3 separate regions of the Zea mays genome follow, and regions 1 and 2 are each linked to region 3. Evidence: chromatin contacts called from public Hi-C data. All regions are on one chromosome and are shown on one strand. Each heading gives the region's core, a stretch centred on a gene start, on an enhancer-like site or on the middle of the called end of the contact. The rest is flanking DNA. Distances are from core to core; before and after follow the strand shown. Region 1 holds the start of LOC100284735 (glycoside hydrolase, family 28). Region 2 holds the start of LOC100194359. Region 3 holds the start of LOC100191905 (Peroxidase 64).

The links. Hi-C and Micro-C count contacts between places; a contact is called where the count stands out from the background.
Region 1: a contact with region 3 is called in a Hi-C map of ear, with 2.3 times the contacts expected there. The contact joins the promoter of LOC100284735 here to the promoter of LOC100191905 in region 3. A contact is called at or near these places in 2 of 25 Hi-C or Micro-C datasets (ear and tassel).
Region 2: a Hi-C map of tassel shows a contact between it and region 3, with 5 times the contacts expected there. The contact joins the promoter of LOC100194359 here to the promoter of LOC100191905 in region 3. A contact is called at or near these places in 2 of 25 Hi-C or Micro-C datasets (ear and tassel).

Annotation. Positions count from the first base shown.
Region 1 is chr1:5,381,887-5,386,622 of Zm-B73-REFERENCE-NAM-5.0, forward strand. LOC100284735 (glycoside hydrolase, family 28) reads left to right here and starts at 2,694. Exons shown (of 6, transcript NM_001157630.2): 1 at 2,694-2,855; 2 at 2,981-3,295; 3 at 4,371-4,491; 4 at 4,576-4,736. The coding sequence starts at 2,829.
Region 2 is chr1:5,432,022-5,436,875 of Zm-B73-REFERENCE-NAM-5.0, forward strand. It overlaps LOC100194359, which reads left to right and starts at 2,503. Exons shown (of 12, transcript NM_001139394.1): 1 at 2,503-2,694; 2 at 2,784-2,860; 3 at 3,031-3,084; 4 at 3,179-3,238; 5 at 3,337-3,414; 6 at 3,522-3,568; 7 at 3,663-3,703. The coding sequence starts at 2,541.
Region 3 is chr1:4,672,709-4,677,035 of Zm-B73-REFERENCE-NAM-5.0, forward strand. It overlaps LOC100191905 (Peroxidase 64), which reads right to left and starts at 2,839. Exons shown (of 2, transcript NM_001137329.1): 1 at 2,066-2,839; 2 at 1-354. The coding sequence starts at 2,308. It also overlaps a transcript of LOC100381417 not described here.

The sequences.
Region 1 (4,736 bases), core at 1,444-3,943, 710 kb after region 3:
GATTCGTGCGGCGGAGCCGCCTCCGATCCGTCGCCGCAGGCTGCAGCTGCACGCCAACGGGCCGCGTGCCGGCCACAGGGCTGCGCGCGGACAAACCGGGCCTTAAATGCCCGCTTTGGCGCCGCGCGCCCACGTCGCGTTCGCGTTCTTGCCCCGCGGACCCAGTGAAATATATTTCTGTAACCTCCTACCTTATCACAGTTTGATCCTTAACCTTTTCTACCTCATATGACAGTTTGACTTTTAATTATGTTATCAGTAACTTGCGAAGTATAGAAATATTGTAGTATAATTTCTATACTATACTTCCTCTGTTCAATGTCGCTTTGGGACGTGTAATTGTCAATTTTTTCTTAAGTTTAGTTTTAAATTTATTACAGAAATAGATTAACGTTCTATTCAATAATACAAAAAATAGGTTAACGTTGCATTTGATCTGCAGAAAAAGGCTGAAGATATTGCACTAAAAGGCCCCAGTGGGCTAGAATTGAATGCCGTTGGAGTTGGGCTGGCATAAATGATGCCGCTTCGCACCTCTCGACCCGTCCTGTACTCCTGTGACCTGCATGACCGAGGCCGCTGAATCAACATGGGCTGCAACCGCAAGCCTGGATAGCCCAGCTATCACAGCGGGCTCCAACGTCTCTTCATCAACTGTAGGTTTTTCTGTACAGTTTGTTTTATGGGCTAAGAGCAACTCCAAGAGAAGCTATAAACTTCTCAAAAACAGATATTAGGAAAGAAAACTTATTTCCCTTGCTCTAACAGCCTCTTTAACCTTTTTTCGAAAAATTACGCGTCACGCATCCCCTTGCTCTCGTCCCGCATATTTCCATGGCTACAAACCTCTCCAATCGTGCAATCTGCACCGGACGCGCACAAGGGTCTGACGTGGGACACTTGCATGCCAAAAGAAAAGGCATGTCGGGTACATGCGCGACAAGTAAAATGACGTAGGCTTGAGATGATTTTTTTTTTAATTTGGTCCAGTTTTTAGTTTTTTAGCATTCGTTTAAAGAAGCTATAGGATTATACTTGTTAATTAAAAGGGTCATTAAAACTTATTAGTTTGCACTAATAATCATTTTTTGGGGACTGGGGTAAGCTTTTTAACATGCTTTTGGAGTTGCTCTAATACAGATTTTTTTAAGTAGTGTTAGGTTCCAGAGCATGGTAGGACAGAGCTGCACCACTCTTAATTATTATTGTTTGGATTGGTTCCATATATAATAGAGTGTCTTTAAAAAGAAAAAAAATATGTTTGAATGTTGAACCATCCTACCTTCGATGTTGAACCATCCCCCAAATCTTTCGAACCCCCTCTAAGCCCTTGTTCAGTTACATAGGAATAAATCCCACCATGAATTTAATATGGGTCTGGATTGGGTGAATTCATATGCCACAAAGTTAGCTATTCTTTTGATCCATGGATTCTAATATAAACTTGTGCAATATCTTAATAGATTTGTACCATATCTAATGAGCTATGGATAGAATTCATGTCTTCTATAGTTTAAAAAATTCATAAATTCTCGTGTTATAATCCATGATGGGTTTAACCGAATAAAAAAATGAATATGCTTGGATTATTTTGGGACATAGATTATGGTATGGATTTAATTCCAGTCTATTTTAATTTAGAGCTGGATTGGTGTAAACGAACAAGACCAATAATATAGAGTCGTTCCCTCCCAACTAGACTAAACCTGTGAAGTACGAGGAAAGAGTAGGGATCGAACACTACCTTCCATCATCCGTTTGTTAATACATGGTGAAATATTCCTTTTCTATTTTTCTCGCTTTCAAAATTTGGAAGTAACATTGTGTCTAAAACGTGTTACAAGCTCTATTGACTGTCTTCTACATATTTTGTCTCTACTTAGGGCACGTACAACGGCATTAAATATATTATCTTTAAGTAGCCATATAAGCAACAATTAAATGGAAAAAATCTAATATGGACGCTAATTAAGGAGGAGAGAGACATAGGTCATCCTTTTGTGAAGAGATAGCTTCGGCTCACGTTCCAATGTAAGAAAGTCTATGAAATAAAAAATTTCTAGACAGTATAAATAGACAACACACTATAACACTTGTTGTTTATATCGTCTTTCTGTTTTTTTAATACACATATAGACAACCGTTGTCTATAAGCTGCACATGCCCTTAGACGTTGTTTGTCCATGAAGTAAAACGAAATAGGGAAAACATCAATGGCGCATGCAAAGAATCCCGATCGATTCGCCATAAAGGCAACTACTCAAAATGTTTCCACTCAATTGCGCGAGCACAAAAGGGACCAGATTCGTCACACTGTAGACTAGTTTGGCAATTTTATTTTTTCAAGGGTTCAAAGAAAGGTGAACTATTTGTTCTTAGAAAAATGAGGTTGTTAAAGTAGCCCTAAAAGTTAACAAAAAAATTCCCAAAACATTTCACAAGATGGCTTGCACTTCTCACCTTGCCCTCGCTCACGTGCGTCATCTCCCTCCCTCCGTCGCTTCGCCATGCAAGGCAACTCGTCACGAGGCCGCTACCATCCGCGACATAAATCCATCCGTGCCGTATGGGCTTCCGTGCAACAGGTCCATAGGCCCGTGACCCAGACGCCGGTGAGCTCGCGCCGTGGACCGGGCCCACGCGCGCTGCCGTTTCATCACCACTTGCCACGTTTCTGGCCGTGGGATTTATGGCAGTAACGGGGCAAACTCGTAACTCTCTCCCGCGGGTCTCGGCCTCCTCTCCTCGGCTCGCTATAAGCAGGCTCCACCGCTTCCGCAATGGCCACCTAATTCGCTCGGCGTCGGGGGAGAAGAGAAGCGCGCGCGATGGCACCGGGAAGATCTCTTCGCCCTGTAATAATTCCCTCGCCCCCGCGCTGCATCTTCGATGACGGACCAAAATCCGGGACGATGTTTTGGTGGTCAGTCTCGTCAGTCACTGATCAAGCGGCATTCGTACGTGTTGGTTGTTTTTGCAGGCGGGGACGGCGGCGGTTCTGTGGGCGGCGTCGCTGCTGCTGCTGGCGACGTCGTGCGCGCGCGCAGGTGGCGCGTACGCGGGGCCGGGGTGCCGGAAGCACGTGGCGAGGGTCACGGAGTACGGCGCGGTCGGGGACGGGAGGACGCTCAACACGGCGGCGTTCGCCAGGGCTGTGGCGGACCTGGCGCGGCGCGCGCCCGACGGCGGCGCTGCGCTGGTGGTGCCGCCGGGGAAGTGGCTCACGGGGCCCTTCAACCTCACCAGCTGCTTCACGCTCTACCTCGACGAGGGCGCCGAGATCCTCGCGTCCCAGGTGAGTGAGAACCCAACCCCAGATCCTCCTCCCGCCATTCCGCTCGCCGCGCCCGCTGGCCTTCCCCTGCCGTGGCTACGCCGCCGCGCTTAGCCGAGGAACTGTCCCCGTACTCGTAATGGGCCCGTGACCGTGCGGGTGCGGTAGTTTAGCATGACATGTGGGGCCATTGAACACCGCTCGCAGACAGTCTCTTCATTCATCACGGATTCACGGGACACGTCCCGTCTGCGTAGGCCGTAGGCCGGTCTCTTTTTCACTAGGGACAACGGCTTTTGCCCTGGGGGACCCCGAACCCTTCTTTTCTAAGCAAAGCCACTGCCAATCCGACATATCTCTTGAACAGTTGAACTCAATGCCATGGTTCCATTCCATGACTCCTCTCTGGGCCTTGTGCATCACTGCTTTGTATGGCAGAATGCATAGCTTGCAGATCTGCACATGTAAATAGAAATGTTTGTTTGTAGTGTATCATTTATTGAGAATCCAGAACGTTTCATCAAGACATGATAGTATACATTTTTCCCTGGAAAGACCAGTGGTAAATGTTTGCTCCGTCTTTACTGAAGTTAATGTAGTCTGAGTAACGTAAGAAGGGCAATTAGAAACTTTTTAGTGCTGCTGGTGTAGCGTTGATGACTAATCCAAAACAGACCCAGGTTTGAAGTTCGTTGGTACACATTTACACAAAAACTAATAACTACCTCTCTCAGAAAACAAGATCTAGTAATTACTCTTTGTCTACCAAGGTGGCGCTTAAATATGTATCCCAAGGCAAGGACTCGGCTGGCTTTGATTGACACCCGACTTTTTGTACTAGTGCTTGGCAGTGGTTGCGACGCCGAAAGCAGAAGCTGTTGGCTAACTGGCCATTGAATACTTTGTAGTACAACCATTGATCAACCTGTTAGTAGAGCCTTGGCTTACCAAGTTCATGTGCTGTGATCCTCTTTTCCTTAGTTTCAATATAATGCAGACATGCTGGTTAGATTTGTTCTGCTACTGTCACCCATATCTTGTTTGCACCATTTGCATCCGTCCAGTGACCCCTATGCTGTTCATGTATCTTGTGCAGGACATGAAGCATTGGCCCCTCATAGCTCCCCTGCCGTCCTACGGGAGAGGAAGGGACGAGCCTGGCCCAAGGTACAGCAATTTCATCGGAGGATCCAATCTCACTGACGTCATCATCACGGGTACAGTATGTGTGCCTGCCTTCGAGTAGCGTATCCAAGGTCAGGTGGTAGCTGCAGAAGACTGATGAGCTACACAAATTTCAGGCAAAAATGGAACGATCAACGGGCAGGGGCAGGTCTGGTGGGACAAGTTCCACGCCAAGGAGCTCAAGTTCACCCGCGGCCACCTCCTCGAGCTCCTCTACTCTGACAACATCATCATCTCCAATGTCACCTTCGTCGACGCGCCGTACTGGAACCTCCAC
Region 2 (4,854 bases), core at 1,253-3,752, 760 kb after region 3:
CGTCGTTAAACATTTTAAAAAGCAATTTTACGGACAGTTTTCTCGATGAAACTATGTTGTCTAAGACAAAATTCTTTGAACAGCTTTATCAACAGCTGAATCTTGAATGCAAAGCTTGAGAGAAATAAAGGCTTCATCTCTGTTCGTTTCCTTTGTAAGAGCATTAAAGAAGTTGTTGAAGCTATGCCAAACAAGACATAAACACTTCTATAGTTTATGTGCTTGATTTTAGATGATATGTAATTTTATCAATGATTAGTTATAAAAATATATTAAATGTCTTTTAAATTGTACTGAAAGTGTTAATTTAAATTTTTTAGTTGGCCAAAATATAGAAACTCTTAATATTATATGCATTTTAAAGTGTCTCCATCTCAGTTCTGAAAGTTCTGTTTGACTAAAAAAACTTATGCATTCTCTCTTGTGTGTTATCTTTAGAACTGTACCAAAATTATTGTTTGGAATTTTCAGTTGCCTGAAATATAGAAACTCTTAATATATACGCATTTAAAGTAGGAAAAAATCTCGAATTATTCCCCTGCGTGCCATTATGCAAGTTTGTAATTACTCATAAGCTATTAAAAAACTTGATTGGTCAGATGTGTAACTGGTCCGAACCTTTTTTTTACCCTCCATGCCACTCTTGTCAGATTCAACTCCAACAATGTTAAGCTATGGTGCGAAAAATCCAAAATACCCTCAGATCTGAATGTGCTAACATATTAAATAAAATAACTTAAAACCATTTTTATATAAAATGTTTTTACTAGACTACGTAAAATATATATATATTTTTATGCCTATTAGAGCAACTCCAAAAAATTAGTAACAGGTCATAAGGAACGGGATATCCAAAGTAGGCCCATAACTTGTGCCGGCCCAATTGGGTAAGAAGTCACGAGAACAGGGCCGACCAACTCCCGTCGAGCAACTGAACAAGGTGGACAGTCCGACCAACTCCTGTCGAGCAACTTTACGAGACGGACCAGCCGACGAACTCCCGCTGAGCAATTCGGCGAGACGGACTGGTCGACCAACTCCCGCCGAGCAACTCTACAAGGCGGAGAAACCAATGCCCATAACAGGCCAGTACACCTGTGGGCCCCAGTGCCAGTGTGCCACGACACCTGTCAAACGTTTGACAGGCGCACACCCATACTTGTCGACGTGAAATCGAGGTTGGCACTATTGACCCGCGCCAGGCCGCCAGCTACCATAAGTCACGTCGCCAATGAATACCGCATCGATTGACACCACGACACGCGCGGAGGAGTGACCGTGTCTCCATCGACGGGACGAGACATCACCACGTACGACCCATAGTGTCCCCCAACTCTGCACAGGGAGACCAGCCAAGCACCGCTATAGGAAGCCTCAGTATCGAAATCTCTACAATAACCCGCGTAGCGGACATGATAGAGCGATCCACCATAACGACCGTACCTTACGTATGTATCTGAAGGCGATGTCAGGGACCACGGCAGAGGGGCTCCCGTAGACAACAAATCTCACTCTGCTTTAGATCACCCAATACTTGTAGAAAGCCACCTCCTTAGACTATAAAAGGGGTTGACCGAACAAAGGAGAGCTAGAAGAATTCGCCATAGGTTTTCCTCTCCTTTTATTCTCACACTTACACCCATTGTAACACGATTCAAAAACAATACAAACGATCAGTGCTACACTACATGTAGGATGTGAGCCTAAACTAGTATAAACCTATCTCGATTCTCAAGTCACTTGATTCACCATTCAAAGTGAGTTCGCGCTAGCCACTCCCACCGAATCTAGATTGTACTGTGTCCCCGGTTTCTGAAACCACGACAACTAGTCATGTCATTTTCTAAAGGTAAATTTAGATATTATTAGAATAAAAACGTCTCCAATTGACTATACAAAAAGCTATTTAAATTTAGTAGCTCTCTATCCCTATAGTTTCACCCTTTATTTTTAGATAGTTGTTTCACGCGTCATACAAATTTTGAATTTATAGAGTCCGTTGAACTAATCTACTTCTTTTTTGTGAAATCTATTTTAGTAAGTAGATAAATCAGCAAATGGCTATTAGAAAAGTCACATCTTTATTTACAGAAACATAGTTTTTGTATATAAATACTAGATATCTCGATGGGATCTACAATTTTACAGTTTTAATTTTTTTACTTAAGATTATTAGAATTTCAAAAAATATTAGCACATTCAAACTTAATGGTATTTTCGATTTTTCTAGCAGGATTTGACTCCGTTAGAGCCAAATTTGACAATAGTGGCATAGAAACAAAAAAAGTTCAGACCAATAACACATATAACTAAAAATATATAAACATTAGTTTAAAGAAGTATAAACTGTGAATATTATTACGTAGGAGTCATGATACTGGCACTACAGTATCAAAACCTCGCACAGCCCGGGACACGTGATTAGGAAATGTGTTTCGTCGCGCTCATGGCGTAATAAAACACAGTAGGAGGCGCATTCCCACGCTTTCTCGGCTTCTCCATCCAGAGTGGATCGGGATAATAAGCGGCAGGACACCGTCATGGCTGCGCCGGCGACGCCGAGGCAGTCGCTGATCCTCCCACGTGCCTCCTCGCACTCGCACTCCCAACCCAGCGCCGGCGGGCTCACCTCTTACCGCGTCACCGCCTCCCACCGCCGGCGCGGCGATTTCGTTTTCGTCGTCAACCCCTTGGGTACGCTCCGCACCCCTACTCCTTTCCACCTCCGCTCCCGCTAGAAACCTTGCGAATCTTCTCTAAACGCCGTTATCTTCGCGGCGCAGGCGCCAATGGCCGCACGGGAAAGCAGTGGAAGCAGTTGCTGCCGCTTCTCCGCACCCGCCTCGCTGACCAGTGCAACGTAAGCCCTCGTTGTGCGTAACTTGCACAGATCGCTGCCTGATAACTTCTTGCACTCTGGGATTTGTATTTGACATCTGAAACCCGCGCTTGGTCTCTGATCCGGTGTCAGTTAGGCGCACTCACTCTCATCTCACAGAATGTTTCCTTTTATTGGTGTTGGCTGATCAGATTTGCGAGTGCATCACTTCGGGCCCATCCCATGCCATAGATGTCACAAGGGAGGTGCGTGCGTGACTGCGTGTCCCCTTGTCAAGTGTACTAGGTTCCACTTGGTAACTATTTAATCTAAGCACTGGTGATGTCCTAATTACTGTAGGCTATAAAGGATGGGGTTGATGCCGTGATAGCTGTTGGAGGTGATGGTACACTTCATGAGGTACTTTGTTTATTGCACAACCATGCTACAAACAGTTTTCCAGCGATTGATACTGGTATAACAGTTACAGAGTTGATGATGTTATTTTGAATATGTAGGTGGTCAATGGTTTCTTTTGGGAAGGAAGTCCAGTGTGTGCTCTGGATCGAGGGCCTGATCATTCGACGGCGCTGGGTGTGGGTACTCCTATTCCCTGCCCTTTAAGCTTTTAGTTTGGACGTTTGAACTTTGAACTATAAGAATGATCTCAATTGTTTCTTCTACATGACTTGTTCTCTGACAGCTCATTCCACTTGGAACTGGCTCAGATTTTGCTCGGACATTTGGCTGGTATATTTGTTTCCTCTCCTGTGCGAGCTACATATGACTTGGTTATTTGTTAACCTTTATTTCCTGTAAAATTGCTTTTGTTTCTTTTTACCAGGACAAATGATCCCCATGACGCGATTGATCGAATTGTGAGAGGTTTTTTCCTTGACACTTTCTCCTTTTATTGTGTTTGAAGTGTTATGTCTGTCTTTACTTTTTTCTTGAGCACGCATGCCTTTTTTTCTAGTAAAGTAGCACATAGTATGCTTTAATCAGAACAGAGTGATTCAATGTTACGTCTCTTGCATTACTGATTTTTGTGTTCTTAGTTGAAGAGAAATAATGAACCTCCTTTAGATCAAAGGCATTCACCCAGCATTATTGCAAAGCTTAACAAAAACCAATGATCCAGTGCTAGGGGGACCAGCTTTCAAATTTCAGGCACAATCTAAGCCAACAACAAGTCTAGTACATCTACTCCTCCCTCAACTACCCAGCAAACAAAACAAACAGAGTTTGGCAAAGTCACTCAAAACATCTGACCGCTATCTTAAGTTAGTTATTGGAGATCTTTTTGACCATATGTTCCGCCAAGTCCATCGATAAAGCTTGAGAAGAGGGTGCCAGGTCTTTAGCAGCATCACTGTCTTGTGGACGATCACTGTGGGTGAAAATAACAGCTTGTTATTGAAGACAGCAACAGCATCATTCTGGTCTTCCCTATGATTATTTGTCTTTTTCCGCAACAGCCTCTCAGCACCTCTCCTCGACTCCTCGTCAAACAGATCATTGCAGGAGATGGGGATCTTGTCCAACCCAACACTTCCCTTAAGTGGGTCCACAGGAAGACCAGAATAGGACATTCGGAGATAATATGATCACTTGTTTCTTGGTAACAAATTTTACAATGGTCTGGGCCTGACCAATTTCCGACAAGTTGTTCGCTTGGCTTTAATCCAAAACGGCTTTTACTGTTTCTACAGTATTTTGTTTCTATGGATTGTAGCTGCAGCAGTCTAAACAGCTGGCTTTAATCCGAAGCGAACAATTTTACCCCCGACTGAATGCTATCATGTCGTGCCATCCAAAGAAAAACTTGGACTTTAAGAGGAATGTTGCAACTACACCATTTTCTGAGCTTTGACACCCCCTTCAGTGGTCCAATAGAAAAATACTGTATTAGCAATCACATTTGAAGAGAATATGATAAGTTGTTGCAGTTGTATAAGGACTCTGGTATATTTCCCTGACCGGTCAAGAGGCCATTTCACGATCTCTCTCCCTTCAACAAGTTGCGCATCGCTCAA
Region 3 (4,327 bases), core at 1,589-4,088:
GGTGGGCGTGACGGGGTCCATGGGGAGGGGCGGGTCGGCGGCGCCGGTCCCCTGCGGCGGGCACTGCTGCGCCAGCGCCGCCAGGTACGCGGGGTCCATGGACGGGTCCTGCCCCGCGCCGCTGGGCCCGTACGAGTAGAGGCGGGGCGCGAAGGAGCTGCAGCGCGCCGCGCCCACCGTGTGCGCCCCCGACAGCGCCACCATCTCGGCCTGGCTCAGCCCCTTGGCGCCGAACGCCTGCGTCAGCTGGCTCGCGCTCGCCGTCGGCGGCGGCAGGTTCGCGCCCGCCTCCTGCGCCGAGGAGACGTTGCCGTCCCTCCGCCCCGCCGGCACCTGGTACGCGTCGCCCCCGACCTGCAACAAACGCAGCCAGAGACCAACACAGAAGCGTCAGCAAGAGAAGGCAGCCAACGCGACGCGAACGCCAGCTGAGGTGGCACGTGCGTGCGGACCCGGAACGTCCGGTGGGGCGGGCGAGACCGCGACGGCAGGGCATGTGGGCGTGCCGGGCCCGGGCAGGGCAGAGCACATGGGGTGCGCGTCGGATCCACGTACTAGAACCATGCGCCCGACGTGCCCACGCCGCGTTCCCGAGGCCGCCGCGCTGGTAGTGGTAGTAGTCTCGTAGCTTTCGCTCCTGCCTCTCCCTCCCGGTCACGAGACACGGACGTGAAACCGCCGCCGTATTGTCACGGTGGCTGGCTCGACGCGACGGTTCCGTGTCAGGTATAGCGGCGTGCTCTGTTTGGCAGCTGGGAAATGGAAAGTTCTGCTGCCTACGCTACGCTCTCTGGGCTACCTGCAACTGCCACGAGTGACGACGGTGTGACACCGACCTCACTCTCCTCTCGCCTGCTGAGCTGATGGTTCCCAACAAAAAAGAAAAAGGAAAAAAACTGTAGCAGCAACTTCGAGCAAGCAGCATGTTTAGTTTAACACTGAAGGCTATATCTGTTGGCTTAACCGTATCAAATCTGTTGACCAGCAGGTTTGATCCTGCCATAGAATCAGCTGAATCGAAGCCCAAGGCAAGTGGAGAATCCCTACCGCTGAGCAGTGCAGTGCACTCTCCCAGCTCCTAATGCCATCCTCACCTCCAGAAGAAGGTTTTCGAGGGAACTGGAGCTATGCTGAGCCATGGAGGGCGACACGACGACACGAGCATGTGCCGCCGCTGCTACGGACACCCACCGGCCGTTAGGTTAGGCCCGTGCGCGCGGTAACGTACGAACCGAGCCAAGCAAAACCGAGGTGCACCTAAAGCAAAAGGACGGCTCGCCTCGAGTCACCTTCTCTCCTCTCTGCCACCGTGTAGAGATGGCCAAACGGGCCGGCCCGGCCCGGCCCGGCCCGGGCCCGGTGAAGCCCGGCCAAAACCGGGCCGGGCCTGCTGAGCCATCGGGCTTAAGTTTCTGTCCAAGCCCGGCCCGTAGCGGGCCTAAACGGGCCGGGCCGGCCCGTTTAGCACGAAAAAACGGACCAAAAAGCGGGCTAAACAGGCCGAAAAGCACGTTTTAGTGTAAAAAAACGGGCTTAACGGGCTTAGAGGTAAACGGGCCGTGCCGGGCTAGCCCGCCGTGCCTAGTTTCCTGTCCAAGCCCGCCCACTTATTTTACCGTGCCGGGCTCGGACCGGGCCCAAAAAGCGGGCTTCGTGCCGGGCTCACGGGCCTCGTGCTTTTTGGCCATCTATACCACCGTGTGCCGGCCGTGCGTGCTTGCTTCCGAGGCAGTACGTGCAGTGCAGTGCAGGACATGGCATTGTTGGGTGGAGTTGCCAAAGGCTGGACAGCCTTCCATTCCAAAGCTGCTTTCATGGCAACCATCCATCCCCCACATCCTTTTATATTTGATGAAAAAGAAAGGAAGCGTCCAGAAAGGCGCGGCTGGGCCATGCCTCTTCACTCACGTACGTACTCACTGCGCGTGATCCTAGACCGATTTCGCTCTACCTTGGGATGGGAATAGTTTTGTTACGTTGTTACCTAGCGCTGACCAAAGAGAACCGGAGAAGCTGCTAGCTAGTGGAAGAGCAGCTAGCTAGTGAGGGGACGAGCAGTGCGTACCAGCGCGAGGGCGTCGCGGGCGGCGAAGGCGAGGACGTCGGCGCAGGAGACGACGCCGAAGCAGGCCTGCTCCAGCCGCGTCTTGGCGCTGTCGATGACCTCGAACCCGCGCAGGCTGGCGTTGGGCGCCGCGTCCTTCTCCGCCTGGTTGCCCGCCGACGAGTCCAGCAGCACCGACGCGTCGCACCCCTGCAATACCAATAATACGCGTAATAATGAACAGAGAGGAAGGAGGATCCACATGCAGCTACGCGCGCAATCGAGGCACCCGGCCGGCCCGTCCCCACAGTACGTGACACCACCACCGCCACCACCAACCACTTTGCATTGGATCACTCGAGGAGGGCGGCTAGCTAGCTTGCTTAATAATTAGCCGCTTGGCGCACTGACCCTGACGAAGCAGTCGTGGAAGTGGAGGCGCAGGAGGCCCGCGGCGACGCCGGGGTTGCCGGACGCCGCCTTGCTCACCTCCTCCTGCACGATGATCTCCGCCGCCGGGCACAGCGTGTCGTAGAACCCCACCTGCAGCTGCTGCGCCCGCGACACCACCGTCGCGACCGCCACCACCGCCGCCCACACGAGGGCCGTCGCCGCTCCTCGTCCCACCATCCTCCTCTCCGGCCTGGGGAGCTAGCTAGCGCTACACTCCGTCCGGCGGCTTCGAAAAGGCCACCTTTTCTTTCGCTCCTCACCTCGATCGCGCGCGTGTCGTCGATCGATCGGTGCCGCTGGTTTTTCTTCCTTCTTGCTCCGGTGACAGCTAGCTGCGCGGTGTGTGTGGTGGAGTGGAGCTAGTGGGACTCCGGTCGGTCCAGGCGGTTTTATATATAGGGCAACTGGCATAGTGGGGGTGCATGCACATCCCATGTGGGAGGGGGCCATCGATACTGCTTAGTAGTGTGGAGCCGAGGAGAGAGAGGGAGAGACGGGTGCGGGCCCTTGTGGTGTATGATTGATTGAGATTTGCGAGAGGGATGAAAGAAAAGAAAAGCAGACGCTCAACAAGGAAGAATTAAAACGATGCACGCATGGGATCTGTACAAATGGTCGTTCATGCCTTTTTGGGTTTTGATCTGCTGCACTGACGCATGATGGAAAAGCGTCCATCTTGTCGCCTGGCGACTTGCATTGGCGAGCTATCCTTCTGTTTTCAGAGTTACTATCCGGCATGGAACTTTCTTCCCAATTCCCATGCATGCAAGCTACGAATGCGTACAACAGTGGGTCATAAATTTAGGATTCATTATCATGAATCCTAACGTACATTTATGATTAACTTTGTCCGCCTCTATCTGTTTTATTTATTTCGTATGATTAACGCTCATAACTTTATAATAAAATACGTACAGATGTCGGCCCCGGTTGCTTGACAAAGTAAGGTAATCAATGTCAGTGCAGTGCTTATGAGGCATCATCATCATGTTCTTGAGAGTTTTCGTCGTCCACGACGAGCGTCAGCAGGCGGCCGGGAAACGCGCGATAGATCACGCCAGCTACCCCCAAATCCGCGGGCACCCGAACATGCATTTGTTTGCTTCGTGGACGGATTAGACTCCTAGCCGCGCGCCTACGTTACATTACATTATAATACTTACACGTACTGCATATGGATCATTGAGAAAGCCTTTCTTCAGACGCATGATTATGCCATTCTTTTTTTTTCCCCTCTGCGCCATATATATGCTTGGTATGAGTGCTAGCTAGTAGTAGTCCGTAACAAAGACAAGTTTACGAGTGCTCGTGCGTACACGTGTGGTTAGTTAGTTAGGAGCAGGCAGCTGACGAGGCCACAATAGATTCTGGCATCAGAAGTGGGGTTAAAAAAAAAAAAAGAAGCCTCACATCCGAGTGCCTTCCACGTTAAAAAAAAAAAGGAGGCAGAGAGCTTTTCTACAGCCGCGCCAGGCGCCATTCTTCAAGCTTTACCCAAAAGGAAGCATGGATGGATGCATCCACCAGTGCAGAGCCCGCCGTCTGGTCCACGCAGTTTGTTGGCTGGTAAAGCCGGGTCACGTACTGAAGAAAGAAAGATAGCTAGACTCTGTCTCTCTGAACCGAATGCATGGAATGCTGAAGATCTCTGAGATCTGAACCAGCCACTGCCGGTGTGGAAGCGGAGCTGGGAGCTGGAGACTGGAGTGGAACCTTCTTTTTTCACTGTTGTTTGTTGTTACAGCACCTTTTTTTATTATTGTTACAGACTGACACTTAGGTACAGCGCTGTGGTAACTGTTACTGTAACGTCATCCCAGCTCAGCCTCG